2 separate regions of the Mus musculus genome follow, and region 2 is linked to region 1. A link is a contact called in public HiChIP or PLAC-seq data. All regions are on one chromosome and are shown on one strand. The core of a region is the stretch at or near the end of the contact, and the rest is flanking DNA. Distances in the headings are between cores, read along the strand shown. Region 1 holds the start of Slc13a2 (solute carrier family 13 (sodium-dependent dicarboxylate transporter), member 2). Region 2 holds the start of Slc46a1 (solute carrier family 46, member 1).

What was found. HiChIP or PLAC-seq counts read pairs in DNA pulled down with a chosen protein or histone mark.
Region 2: an HNF4G HiChIP or PLAC-seq map of pancreatic cancer cells shows a contact between it and region 1. The contact joins the promoter of Slc46a1 here to the promoter of Slc13a2 in region 1. A contact is called at or near these places in 1 of 39 promoter capture datasets (macrophages), 3 of 484 Hi-C or Micro-C datasets (the G1E-ER4 cell line, brown adipocytes and muscle stem cells), 3 of 115 datasets of contacts at active chromatin or transcription factors (embryonic stem cells and pancreatic cancer cells) and 2 of 9 other capture datasets (adipose tissue and pancreatic islet).

Annotation. Positions count from the first base shown.
Region 1 is chr11:78,419,385-78,425,871 of GRCm38.p6, forward strand. Slc13a2 (solute carrier family 13 (sodium-dependent dicarboxylate transporter), member 2) reads right to left here and starts at 2,850. Exons shown (of 12, transcript NM_022411.4): 1 at 2,682-2,850. The coding sequence starts at 2,783.
Region 2 is chr11:78,463,427-78,469,913 of GRCm38.p6, forward strand. It overlaps Slc46a1 (solute carrier family 46, member 1), which reads left to right and starts at 2,275. Exons shown (of 5, transcript NM_026740.2): 1 at 2,275-2,579; 2 at 2,925-3,777; 3 at 5,199-5,282. The coding sequence starts at 2,352.

The sequences.
Region 1 (6,487 bases), core at 1,600-4,099:
CTTCAGAATGGCTGGAGTCATGGCTAGCATCAAAGGCATTGAGACATTTCTCAATGAGACGATGTGAAAAGTCTTCTGAGGTGCCAGGCTGAGCTTTGGTTTGGATCTGGATGCCAGGCTGATTATAGAGAAATATTTGTGTGGACCAAATACCCAAGACAGTTGGCTGATACAACTGTAGAGGTCTGGAGTAGGATCCTAGACTAAGGTCTTGGGGGCAGGGAGGTTCTTGTTTTGTTTTTGAGGCAAGTTCTGACCACTTAGCCCCGGCTGGCTTTGGGCTCATGATCTTGCTACTTCAGCCTCCCAAATGCTGAGATTAGAGGTGAGTGATACCACACCCAGCTAAGAGGGATGCTTTTCCAATTATGAGACAGTATACAATTACCTGGCCAGGAATCAGGAGGGGTTGGAGTGGGTGTGTGTGTGGGGGGGGGAAGACAGGAAGGATGCTGGGAAACCTGCCGAGTCTGACAGAGAAGGAGTCACTGTCTCTCAGACAGAGAAGGTGTCACTAAAGTCAAGTGAGGGCAAAGTGGGTGTGACCATCTGGGACAAATCTTGCTGCAGGGTTGAGGATGGGTCTTGGGTTAGGACCCTGGAAGCTAGTGGGACTCTGGATAGCAGTGTCAGGAGTGAGGAAAGAAAGCACACACGTGTGTGTGTATGTGTGTGTGTGTGTGTGTGTGTGCACGCGCGTGCAGGCACACTCTGAGGCTTGCTATGGTTATAGCAAAGGAATGGTTATAGAAAAGGAAGGCAGGCTCAGAGAAAGAGTGACTGTGACCTGCAGGGTCTTGACAGTTTGCCATGAGAAGCATAAAATCTGGTTTATATGGTGATGGGCTCAGTCAAGCAGGGAAGGAGAAATTGACCACAAATTCTTGTGTAGGATAGGAACCCAAGGTCCAAATGAGGGCCTGACCTCTCAGGACAGTTGATTGAGTCAACAGAGGGCAAGCAGAAGCAGGTGGCAGGGCCAGGTACAGCAGAGCAAACCCTGGAGCTTCACACTCCCGCCACTGCACACCATCCTTTCACCAAAAGGCACAGCTTTCTCGAAACAACTCAGCTTCCCTCTGCCACGTGACCCCGGGGCAAAACAATGAATCTTTCTGAGCTATGTGTGCCTCTCCCAGGATGGTGGTGGTGTCACACGTGTTCCAGCCTGTCCGAAATCTATCTGAGCAATCCCCCGCTTAGAGACGCCACTTGTCTGAGAAAGGTTATCTCCAAAATCAGTCTGGCCTTATCACTGGGCAAGTGTTGGGGACCGTATCCTGAGCCTTCTCCCTCAGAGATAACGCAAACCCAAGGCCTTCCTGGATTGATTTCCCCTATCTGTAGCAACAAGTAGTGGCTCATTGGGCAGAACCAGGGGCGTGGGATGGTCCATGGCCAAGATTCAGTGTCAGTTTTGGAGACAGCCACACCGCTAGTTCTGCCCCCACCCATCCATGTCCTTTGCAGAGGCAGCTAGACTTTGAGGCTGAGGTCTGAATCCCTCTTGGAGCTTCCTTTCCCAAAGCTCTAGGATACTTTCATTCAAATCTAGGGATTCCCCCCACCCCCACCCCCATCCCCCGAGACAAGGTTTCTCTATGTAGCCCTAGCTGTCCTGGAATTCACTCTGTAGACCAGGATGACCTAGAATTCACAGGGATCCACCTGCCTCTGCCTCCTAAATTTTGGGTTTGAAGTTGTGCACCACCACTAACCTAGCTAAAATTTAGGGATTTTTTTTTTGTCTGTGTTTTTGTTAGTTTTGATGGTGCTAGGGATTATTAAACCCCAGATCTTGCACAAGACAGACAAAAACCTTACCATTGATTGGGTTGTATCTCCAGACCTCCAAGCTAATTTTAAATTTGTCATATAATGCCCCTCCTCCTCCAGACACGGTCTCTCTACGTAGCCAGGGCTGTCCTTGAACTCAAAGATCTGCCTGTCTCTGCTTCTGAGTGCTGGTATTTTAAAGGCGTGTGCCACCACACCCGGATTTAATGTTAATTTTCTTACAGAGAAACCACAAAGGACATAGAAACCAAGCTCCAAGGCACCAAGTTCTGTCCTGGGACTTTGAATAACTGACTTACCTTCCTTTTCCCCATCTGCAAAATGGGACAGTGGGACCTGGCTCATAAGATGAAGCACAGAATCCCTCGATGCCCGTCACAGGCGCGGGTGGGGGGTGGGGTTTCAAGTGAATAACCTCTTGAGATGGGAAGGAGGCAGGCACCTTGTGCTCTGGCTGTGCACACTGAAAGGGGTCCCCCTCAGTGGCCACCCGTGAGACTGCAGGTGAGTCATTTATCTTAGTTTTATCTTCGAGGGCACAGCTGCCTGAGGCCAGCTCTCTCCTACTTATCCTCTCAAAAGCTAGTTACCCACTTGGCTCTTCCTGTCCCTGGCTGGCACTGAGCTCAGCGCTAATGGGCACACAATAGTCAGATAAACTCATCTGTCGGCTGCATTTCCTTTATGCAATTGGCTTTCTGACCACAAACCAGCAGGCTCCAAAGTGCCCTGCGGAAACCACCCTTGGCTCTCAGAAAGACCAGGAGGTGGTGGCTTCACTTTCTGGGGAAGGGAGGTGAAAAGGAAAACCTAAGGATGCCCCACTTTGACCCTGACGTCACCCCTTGAGTCACTTATACTGAATGAGACCCACCAGTCCTTACCTTAGTTTGGACAATGAGTGGCAGAGGCAACAGGAAAATGGGCAGACATAGCACAATCAGGTAGGAGCGATAGGCCCATAGTGCCTGCCAGCAGGTGGCCATGGTGAGGACCAGCCTGTCCCGGCAGCTGCTTCCAGGAGCTACGAAAAAGACTGAAGGTGTAGCGCACAGCAGGTGGCCTGGGGCAGCTTATATAAAGCCAGAGGAGTGTTAACCATTGACCCACCCTGGCAATCAGAGTGTTTTTGGAATCAGGAGGTGGGAGTAAGGAGGAGGGACCTGCGGGAGGAGTAACAACCAGGAAGACTTAGCGGGAGCCAGGGAGGGTAAAGACAAGAAATAAAAGCTTCGGGTTACTGGAGGAAAGCAGCCCAGATTTCACTCCTTCTGGACACAGAGACTGCCGGGGGAACCGGACTTGGAGTCGGGGCTGTGCAGAGCAGGAGCTAAGCTCTCTTTCCAGGCCAGCCCACCTCTCGCCTTTGATTTCCCCAAAGCCAAGTTCTCAGCTGAGCAGTTGACACATGACCCTTGGAGCTGGGCGTTACCCCTATCCTGACTACCCAGGCATCCCATCCTTGGGAATTTTAAAGCCCAAGATCCCTACTGGGAGGCCTGGGGGCAACTGGCCAGCCAACCACAAACTTGCCCCCTCCTGCTAGGTATCAGGGAATCTGTCAAAGTCACAAGTTCTTCATACCCTTAGCACAAGACTGACCCACTGACTTGACCTGGCCACTGGCCGCTTCCTCATTCTGCAGTAATCCTTTCCTGTATATGTTGAGCATCGATGTGTGGTAGGTAGACAATAAAGATTATTATTTTTTTTTCAGAATCTTCCTGGTCCCCACCTCTTGACTGCCATGGAAAAACAGCAAATATTGCTTCATACGCTATTTACATACTCAGCCATTCCTCATACCTGTCATCCACCCAACAAACCTTTGGCACCAATCATGGGCAGCATTTGGTGCTAAGGATACAGAAATTAAAAGGCCATACATAGGTGGGGTGTGATGTTCCCAGCATTTAGTCCAAGCTGGACTGTGTACTGTTTCATTGACCGCACAAAACACTAGGTGTTACAGTTCCACTTTACAAGTGGGGAAACTGAGACCTGAACACAGAGCTGGGTAGACTTCAAACATGTTCTGTGAGTGCCCTGATGTGGATGCCAACCCAGGGTGGAAGCTTGGGGAGAGAGCACTGGAGACACCCCAAAAAAGATGCCTGGAGGAGAGCCTGTGTGTGTCCCGGCTCTAGATTGGAGTCATAGGCAGGAGGAGGGCAGAGTGGGACCGAGAGGGTGTCGGGCAGGCTGATGTATGTGCTGCTGGGGACCGGGGTGCAGAGTGTGGTGTGGAATACCTACTTGGTTTGTTTTTTGTTTTTGGCTTTTTCTCTTCTTTTCTTTTCTTTTCTTTTCTTTTCTTTTCTTTTTTTTTTTTTTTTTTTCTGAGACAGGGTTTCTCTGTATAGTCCTGGCTGTCCTGGAACTCACTCTGTAGACCAGGCTGGCCTCAAACTTAGAAATCTGCCTGCCTCTGCTGTGCTGGGATTAAAGGCGTGCGCCACCACACCCAGCTTGGAGTACCTACTTGGAAACAGTCTCTCAGGTGCTCTTGCCCCTCCTGGCCCTATACTGAATGCAGCAGGTGTTTGATGGGTGTCTCTGATATTATCACAGTGTGATCTGTGGGTGCCAGGGTAAGAAGGAAGGGTGCCAGAGAGACCTTTCAGGTGGGAACACAGTCTGACAAAGATGTATAGGGCTGAGGACAGAAAGGCTCCTTGGAGCCGGGCGTGGTGGTGCACGCCTTTAATCCCAGCACTTGGGAGGCAGAGGCAGGCGGATTTCTGAGTTCGAGGCCAGCCTGGTCTACAGAGTGAGTTCCAGGACAGCCAGGGCTATCCAGAGAAACCCTGTCTCGAAAAACAAAACAAAACAAAACAAACAAACAAACAAACAAACAAACAGAAAGGCTCCTTGGTTGGAAGCTGCCCCTCCCAGGATAGGACTGACAGCTGTCACTCACCTTGTCAGGCTGTTAGGACACCCACGCACTCCTGGCTCCAGTGAGGGGTCTGAGTGAGAGACCCTCAACGCTTTGCAGAATGGTTGCAGCCGTGTGCATGGGTCTAGGTGGCAGAGCCAGACAGGATGGGAAGTTAAACAAACAGCAGGCAGCTCCCAGCCTTTACTCCCACAGAGCTACTGAAGTGAGCAAGAGGCAGGAAGATGGAAGACAAAGAGTTTCAGACACACAGGACAATACCCAATTCTAGTTTCTCTAGAAGAAAGCCTCTCCCATGGCCCAGGGCTCTGGAGGAGCCACTGCTGCCACCAGGCTGGATTCTCTTCCCCCAAGAGCAACATTTACTGCTTATAAACCACATCCCGATTCTCCTCCACACTCCTAAAGCATAGAGCACAGGCATGGCTTGTCATAGCACGTGAATCTGTGAAGCTGGGCTCATTTCCAGTACTGCCCTTGGCTCACCCTCCATTGCTCTGGACTACTTTGGTAAAGCTGGGACAAAACTCAGCATTTCCAAAATAGCTGGCTACTGTTTTCTGGCTGCTGCCAATAATCCTCTTCTGTGCCATGGACTTTGCTGGCCTTGGTTGATCCTCTGCCTTCTCCTCCTCCTCCTACTCCACCTCATTTTCTTTTGGTGTGTATGTGTGTGTGTGTGCGAGTGTGTGTGTGTGTTTATACGTGCATGTGTGTACATGTGCATATATACATGTAAAGGTAGATGTGAGTGCTCACACACATGTGAACAGAGATCAACATAAGATGTCATTCCTTAGCAGCTGTCCATCTTGGTTTTAGAGACAGTCTAGAGCTCACTATTCAGCTAGTCTAGCTGGCCAGTGGGTCCCCGAGGTCCTCCTATCTCTACCTGCAATGCTGGGACTGGGGTTATAGAGGCCTCCTGTTGAATTCAGATGATGGTGACGACGATGACGATGATGATGATGATAATTTACATGGGTGCCAGGGTTGAACTCAAGTCTTCATGGTTTTGTGGCAAGCAGTTTATCAGCGAAGCCATCTTGCCATCTCCCCAGCTTTGCTGCTGCTGTTCTTTTTTTTCTTTTTTTCTTTTTTTGGTTTTTCAAGACAGGGTTTCTCTGTATAGCCTGGTCCCACTCTGTAGACCAAGCTGGCTTTGAACTCAGAAATCTGCCTGCCTCTGCCTCCCAAGTGCTGGGATTAAAGGCGTGCACCACCATTGCCCGGCTGCTGTTCTTTTAAAAACAAATTTATTTTAGACTTATTTATTTCACGAGTATGAGGGTTTTGCAGGGTGTATTTCTGTGTACTAAGTTCACGGTGCTTGTGGAGGTCAGACAAGAGCATCAGGTTCCCTGGAACTGGAGTTATGGATGGTTGTGAACTGAATCCAGGCCCTCTGCAAGAGCCGCCGGTGCTCTTAACTACTGAGCCGTCTCTCTAGTCCCATCCCTGATGCTGAAATTCAGTGCTGGACAAATGATTGGATCAGCAGCATACAGGCAACCCAACCCCATTATTAATTTATTTCAAAATCAGAGTCCCAAGGCTAACGGGAAGCTTCTAGCTGCCACACACATTGCAAGAACTTACTCCCTGCCCAGCAACCAAGCCAGTGTCCTACTCTGCAAGGCCTTGTTCATTTTTCCCAGCCCTACCCCATGGCCTCCTTCAGTAAATAGTGCATGACTCCTGATGGACTGCAAACAGTGCAAGCAGGAAAGCAGCCTTCCTACAGTCTTTGCTGAGGCCTTACCTGAGATATACAGCCTTGGGTCCTATCTC
Region 2 (6,487 bases), core at 1,025-3,524, 43 kb after region 1:
CCGAGTTCCAGGAAGCATTCAAGGAATATTGACCATCCCTCACAGAAGGAGGGAGTGGGAAGGACTTCTAGGCGTGACTGAGATTCCAGGCGCTCCCTCCCTCTGTTCCTGCAGTAGGATGCCCCTGGGGGTGCAGGAGATCACAAAGGTTTGGAGGCTAACCCTAAGGGGAACTCTAGCTATGCAGCTATAGGATGGTCATCGTCCACGCTGGGGTGACCCTTTCTGGTGATTGTCTCCATGCTCCAATAAACTTGCGTGTCTACCAAGCCGGAATCGTTATTTTGGTCTATCGTTAGCAAGCATAAACATTGGTTCACATCCTCCAGGAAAAGTGAAGTTATCAAGGAGTCAGAAGAGGCCCCTAGTTATCAGACACACAGACTGAGTCACACCCTGACTAGCTCTCAGCTGACAGACCTTGGCCTCTCCTGACCTCAGCTCCTCTCTAGGAAGTATTTACAAGGTTTTAGCTGTCTCCCTCCCTGAGCTGATCCCACTTGTAAAAGCTCTGTATGGGCGGGGTTAGAGGGGAGTGGTGGGATGCGGATGTAAAGAGGTCTGAATGTGTAACACAGAATCATCTATCTCTAGAAGCCCATGAGAAGGGTAGGCTCCAGTGCCTATTTGGCATCCACCTATTCTGAGCCTTAGACTCTTGCAGGCTCAAGGAAGAGGAGCGTCACTGTGTCTTCTCAAGTGCAGGCAGAAATGGAACTACTACTCCCCACCCCAAGAATCGGACCTGTGGGTCACACACTGGGTCCTGTTAGTTCTTGGGAACTTTGCTGGCTCTGCTCCTGGTCCCCACATGAGCATGAGACGCCTCTATTCCTACCCTCAAACCCTCTGCCATGGTCGGATTCTACACTATTTACATCCTGCTCTTTCTCTCTCCCCACCAATCTAGAAGCTGTGGTGCCTGGTGGGGGGCTTCATCTGTTTGCTTCAGTGTTGTGTTCAGATCTCCACGGCACCAAGTAAGGGCACTCCTTTTTCACAGGCAATAAAACAGAAGCCCAGACAGACAGACAGACAGACAGACAGACAGGAAGTCTGAGCTGCTCAGCAACAGTGCAGATGTCTGTTCTCCAGCTCAGTTCCTACAACAGGGGCACTGAAGAGCACAGGCCCACACCCAGGGGCCTCCAGTCTCAGGCTCCTCTTGTCTCTACTCCACCCTCTAAGAGAACTGCAGAATCAGATCCCAGTCCTTGATGTGACACTAGCTCCAGGAAAGGCTCCTAGGACAGGAACAGGGGCAAGGGACAACCTATTAGTCATTAATGATAGCCAACAGCGATTAGGTCTAATAGCAACAGCATCCAGAAGCCTGAGGCAGGGGAATCTCTATGAGTCTGAGGTTAGCCTGGTCTGAAAGTATGTATATAAAATAATACTTTCAGTGTACCAAATCTCATTGTCATTTTCCAATACTTCCTCTCTCTCTCTCTCTCTCTCTCTCTCTCTCTCTCTTTTCTTTTTTCTTTTGGTTTCTTCGAGACAGGGTTTCTCTGTGTAGCCCTGACTGTCCTGGAACTCACTTTGTAAACCAGGCTGGCCTCGAACTCAGAAATCTGCCTGCTTCTGCCTTCCAATTGCTGGGATTAAAGGCATGCATCACCATGCTCGGCATTCTTTCTTTCTTGGTTTGTTTGTTTGTTTGTTTGTTTTGGACAGAACATCAAGCCTTGGTTAGCCTAGTATTGCTTAGACCAAACTGGCCTCACCTCTGGTGTGCTGGGATTAAAAGCACATGCCACTAGGTCCTGCCTTCACTAAGATTTTCTTCCAAGTGAAGGCAAGGTCAACGGATCAGTGGCAGAGCACAAGTACTCCAGTGTGGCCCACCAGGCTCTGGCTGTTCTTACACAGATGCACATGTGCCGAGAGGCAGATGCCACGCAGCTGGCATATCCAGTCTTGTGCGCTAATCCTGCGTGCCTTTCGACCTTACTTCCACATCTCTGGATTCGGATCATTAAGTGACTAATCTATAAGGTTGCCACGAGATAATATATTCAGAATTCCTGGCCCCAGAACAAAGTTACGTTGTCAATAAATGTTAGTTATTGATATAGTGATTATTCTTTTGAGTGTTCCGACGCCCAGGAAGGAGGGCTGCAGCACGGTAGTATCTTTGCGTTGCCTGAAGTGAGGACACACCACAGGGATTGTTTGGACGACACCCAGCCCAGAGTTCAGCGGACCAAAGCTTTTGAGACTGTCTCACGCTCCGCCCCTCTAGACTTTTAACAGAAGCACCCGAAGCCGGCGCAGGCGCAGACAGCACAGACTGGTCCAGGCCTCCCGCAGCTGGTTCCGAGGTGCTAGCCCCTCCGTGTTTGCGCATGGAGGGGCGCGTGAGCTCCGTGGGCTCGCCCCACAGTTTCCTCAACGCTCCCGTGCTTTTCCGCGGCCCCGTGGAGCCCCTAGTCTTCCTGGCCAACTTTGCCCTGGTTCTGCAGGGACCGCTCACCACACAGTACCTTTGGCACCGGTTCAGCACGGAGCTCGGCTACAATGGCACCCGCCACCGGGAGAACTGTGGGAACCAAAGCGCGGATCCCCTCATGAAGGTAGCAGGGACCAGAGCAGCTGTGAATACGGAGCGCGGCACGGGGCGGGGCCTGTGGAAGACGGGGTCCCCGAGGGGACGGGACACACGTGGCGTGGTGGGCGGGTCAGACCAAAGGGGGCCTGCCCTGGCTGGCTGCCTTGTGCTGGAGGTGTACCTAGAGAAAGCCTGGCTTGGAAAGTTATCTAGTGTAGCGACGGAGGGAATGCTTCTCCAGGGCCTGTTTTTACAAGTTGAAGGAACATTCCAAGAGGCTTAGGGCTCTAAAGCAAGGCTATAGCTCCCAGGATGGTGATGGTAGCTAACCAAAGTGAGGTCCTGCGCACTAGTGATTGTGTCTTTACAGGAAGTGGAGACCCTGACATCTCACTGGACCCTCTACATGAACGTGGGAGGCTTCCTGGTGGGACTCTTCTGGTCCACCCTGCTGGGAGCCTGGAGTGACCGCGTGGGTCGCCGCCCATTGCTGGTGCTGGCCTCTCTTGGTCTGCTGCTCCAGGCCGTGGTGTCCATCTTTGTGGTGCAGCTAGAACTGCACGTCGGGTTCTTCGTGCTTGGCCGAGCTCTTTGTGCCCTTCTGGGAGACTTCAACGGCCTCCTTGCTGCTAGCTTTGCCTCTGTGGCAGATGTTAGCTCTAACCACAGTCGCACCTTCCGGATGGCTCTGCTGGAAGCATGCATTGGTGTGGCCGGGACCCTGGCAAGCCTTCTCGGGGGTCACTGGCTCCGGGCCCAGGGTTATGCCAACCCCTTCTGGCTGGCTTTGGCCCTGCTGATTGTCATGGCTCTATACGCAGCATTTTGTTTTGGTGAGACGGTGAAGGAGCCAAAGTCCACCAGGCTTTTCACGCTCCGCCATCATCGATCCATTGCCCGGCTATATGTGGTTCCAGCCCCAGAAAAGTCCAGGATGCATCTAGCCCTGTACTCTTTGGCCATATTCGTGGTGGTTACTGTGCATTTTGGGGCTCAAGATATCCTGACACTCTATGAGCTGAGCGCACCCCTCTGCTGGGACTCCAAGCTGATTGGCTATGGCTCAGCAGCCCAGCACCTACCCTACCTCACCAGCCTGCTGGGCCTAAGGCTTCTGCAATTCTGCCTGGCTGACACCTGGGTGGCTGAGATTGGCCTGGCTTTCAACATCCTGGGAATGGTGGTCTTTGCGTTTGCTACCATTACACCCCTCATGTTCACAGGTAAAGTGAAAATGGGGCCGTTCACTCATTGCCCCCCAAATGTGGTTCAAGCCTGTGGCTTTGGATCCAGAGTTATATTCTCTGCCTGTGTTCTAAGAGGATAGACACCCGAGAAACCACAGAAAAATACCATCTCTGATATACAGAAAATACAGAGCTTTAGTGGCCAAAGTAATTAATGTACATTATAGCTCATAAGCTAATTGCTTCACCCCTTGGCCTCCCAAAGTCCATGCCATTAATGTCTTGATCTTTGGCTCTCGGATAAGAACCACGAGTTAATGAGAATGTTCTGCCTTCTTTTGGGCTTGTTAAAAAAGCTAAAATTCCTGCTGCCCCGGCTTCCCTCCCTCTTCCTTCCCTACCCCTTCCCCTTGTTGCTGCCCCGCTTCTGACTCTCCTGAGAAGAGAGGAAGCTGGCAAGAGAATGAAAAAGTTAACTCCCTAAAAAAGATATGTGTATTCTGCTAGAGTCCGGAACTGCACTGTGTGCAGAGTCAGCTGTTTGATGATAGCAACTGCGTTAACTCAGCTAACTCGGTAGTGACACCAAAGGGACCGGGGACCATTTGCCAAGGCCACAGAACCTCAGAAGTGCTAAGATGAAAGATGCTGCATCACAGAGTCTCAGCAGAATCACAAACATTGCGAGCCTATAGGTAGCTAGACACCAGGGCAAAGGAACTCAAATGCTGTACCCTCAACATGCATCCCTCCTTGGCCCATTTGGTCCTTCCCCAAAGTGGCTGAAGCAAATTGCCACAGGCTGGGTAGCTTAAACAAGAGAGTTATTCTCTCGGTGTTAGAGGTCAGTATCAGTGTCACTGAAGTCAGAATGTCACAGGGCAGGAGCACAAGGAGGGAAGCTGTTTCTCATCTCCTTGAGCCTCTGCTGTGGCAGACTTCCTCTGTTCCTGGTCACGTCTTTATCAGCCTGTTAAAACGGAGAGCTTACATCAAGGTCCTTCCTGGTTAAACCTGTAAAGACTCATTTCCCATGGAAGACAGTTCATAGGCTTAGGGCCTGTCTTTCAGGCTGTGTATTCTACCTCTCACTCTGTAGAATCACCCTCCAGTACAGGCCTGTGGTCTTCCACTTACAAACTAGGAGACAGAGTGTGACCTCAGACAAGGTTTCACACACACAGCAAGCAGTGGTAACCCAACTCCAAAGCGCAGGTTCATTTTCTGGGACCTGCCATCTCCCTTCTAGAGCCAAGTAGGCACTAGAGGTGACAACGCCGTTGGTGGGGCTTAGACAAAGCAAAGTGGGGTGTAGCTCTCATTCAAAAGATTGGGCAGAAAGCTTCTGCCTTTTCCTCCTGGGTCCAACATCTGTCCCTCCTGGGTTGTATGTAGGCGCTCTGCTGATGTCAGGACACCCCTCCTTGATGGCTGTTTCGTGGCCCATGTTTCTGCAGGGTACGGATTGCTCTTCCTGTCATTGGTCACGACGCCTGTCATCCGGGCCAAGCTTTCCAAGCTGGTGAGCGAGTCGGAGCAGGGTGAGTGTCAGGATCAGTTTGTATCTGGTCCCTCGTGCCCAGTGTCACCTGAACAGGCACATGGACAGTTGTGGTCAAGGATGGCCTGCCTTCTGTCCTCACCTGGAGGAGTAAGTAACGAAAGCAGATGCACTTCTGTTGCTCAGAGCTGGCTGGAGACAGATGCTGTGGATTTTTGTCTCTAGACCTCTTCTTTCCCATCTGGAAAATGGGTGCGATGACACCAGAGTTTCCTACTTCTCTGGGGTCACACACAGAACATAGGCCCAGAGGGAACGAAACAATGTGCCTTAGGTTTTGTGGTCCCCAGTTGACAGGTGAAGAAACAGAAGCTTAGAGGGTTAAACTGAGTTCTTCAAGGTTGCTCAGTAAATAATGGCCCTGGATGGATGCATGCACAAGTGTGCACATGTGTTCACATATATGTAGGTGTGGAGAGTGACTTCAGGGTCTTGAGGAGCACAGAGTCATTGGGTAGTGATGCTTAGTGGGTCTCCTGTCCCCACCTTCTAAGCTTTTCTGTGAGTTCAGGGCATCATAACTGTGGACCTCCTGGTAGCCTGGCAACCACTGGCCCAGCTCTATAGTGCCCCAACCCCCACACCACACCCCTCTGCCCACCTCCCATTTCATTGTGTTTTTAAGAGCACTTGGCCTTGTAGCTGGGTTTCAGCCCCTGGCTCTGTTCTGGACCTGTTTCTTCACCTGTGACAAGAAATTCTTGTTCCACAGGACACTGGCAGGCCCTTCCAGTCTGACAATTGAGTCTCTGTTTCTGTCGGGTTGTTGCTCATTTTGCAAAAGCTGGGTCACAATACTGAGTTCTGGCACAGGCTTGGGTGTCTGCTAAAATGCCTTATTCACTCATTCAATACACTTTTCTTTGTTTTGGTTTATTTTGAAACAGGGTCTTGCTAAGTAGCCCAGGCTGGTCTTGAACACAAAATCTTGCCTCAGCTTCCCAAGAACTGGGATTACAGATGAGTTCCACTGCGTGTGCAGGCAGTGGACTTGTTTCACTCAACACACATCACTGTACCCTATGTGGGGAATCAGCACCCCTCATTAACCAGCCCCCTGTAGGGAGCCACCTGAGACAGGTGCTCTCCATATTACAGTTTCTGGCCATCCGTGCAATAGCTATCGTCCTTTCACAGGAGGGCCAGTGACCCTGAAAGATAAGCTCCAGAGTGAGCACACAGCTA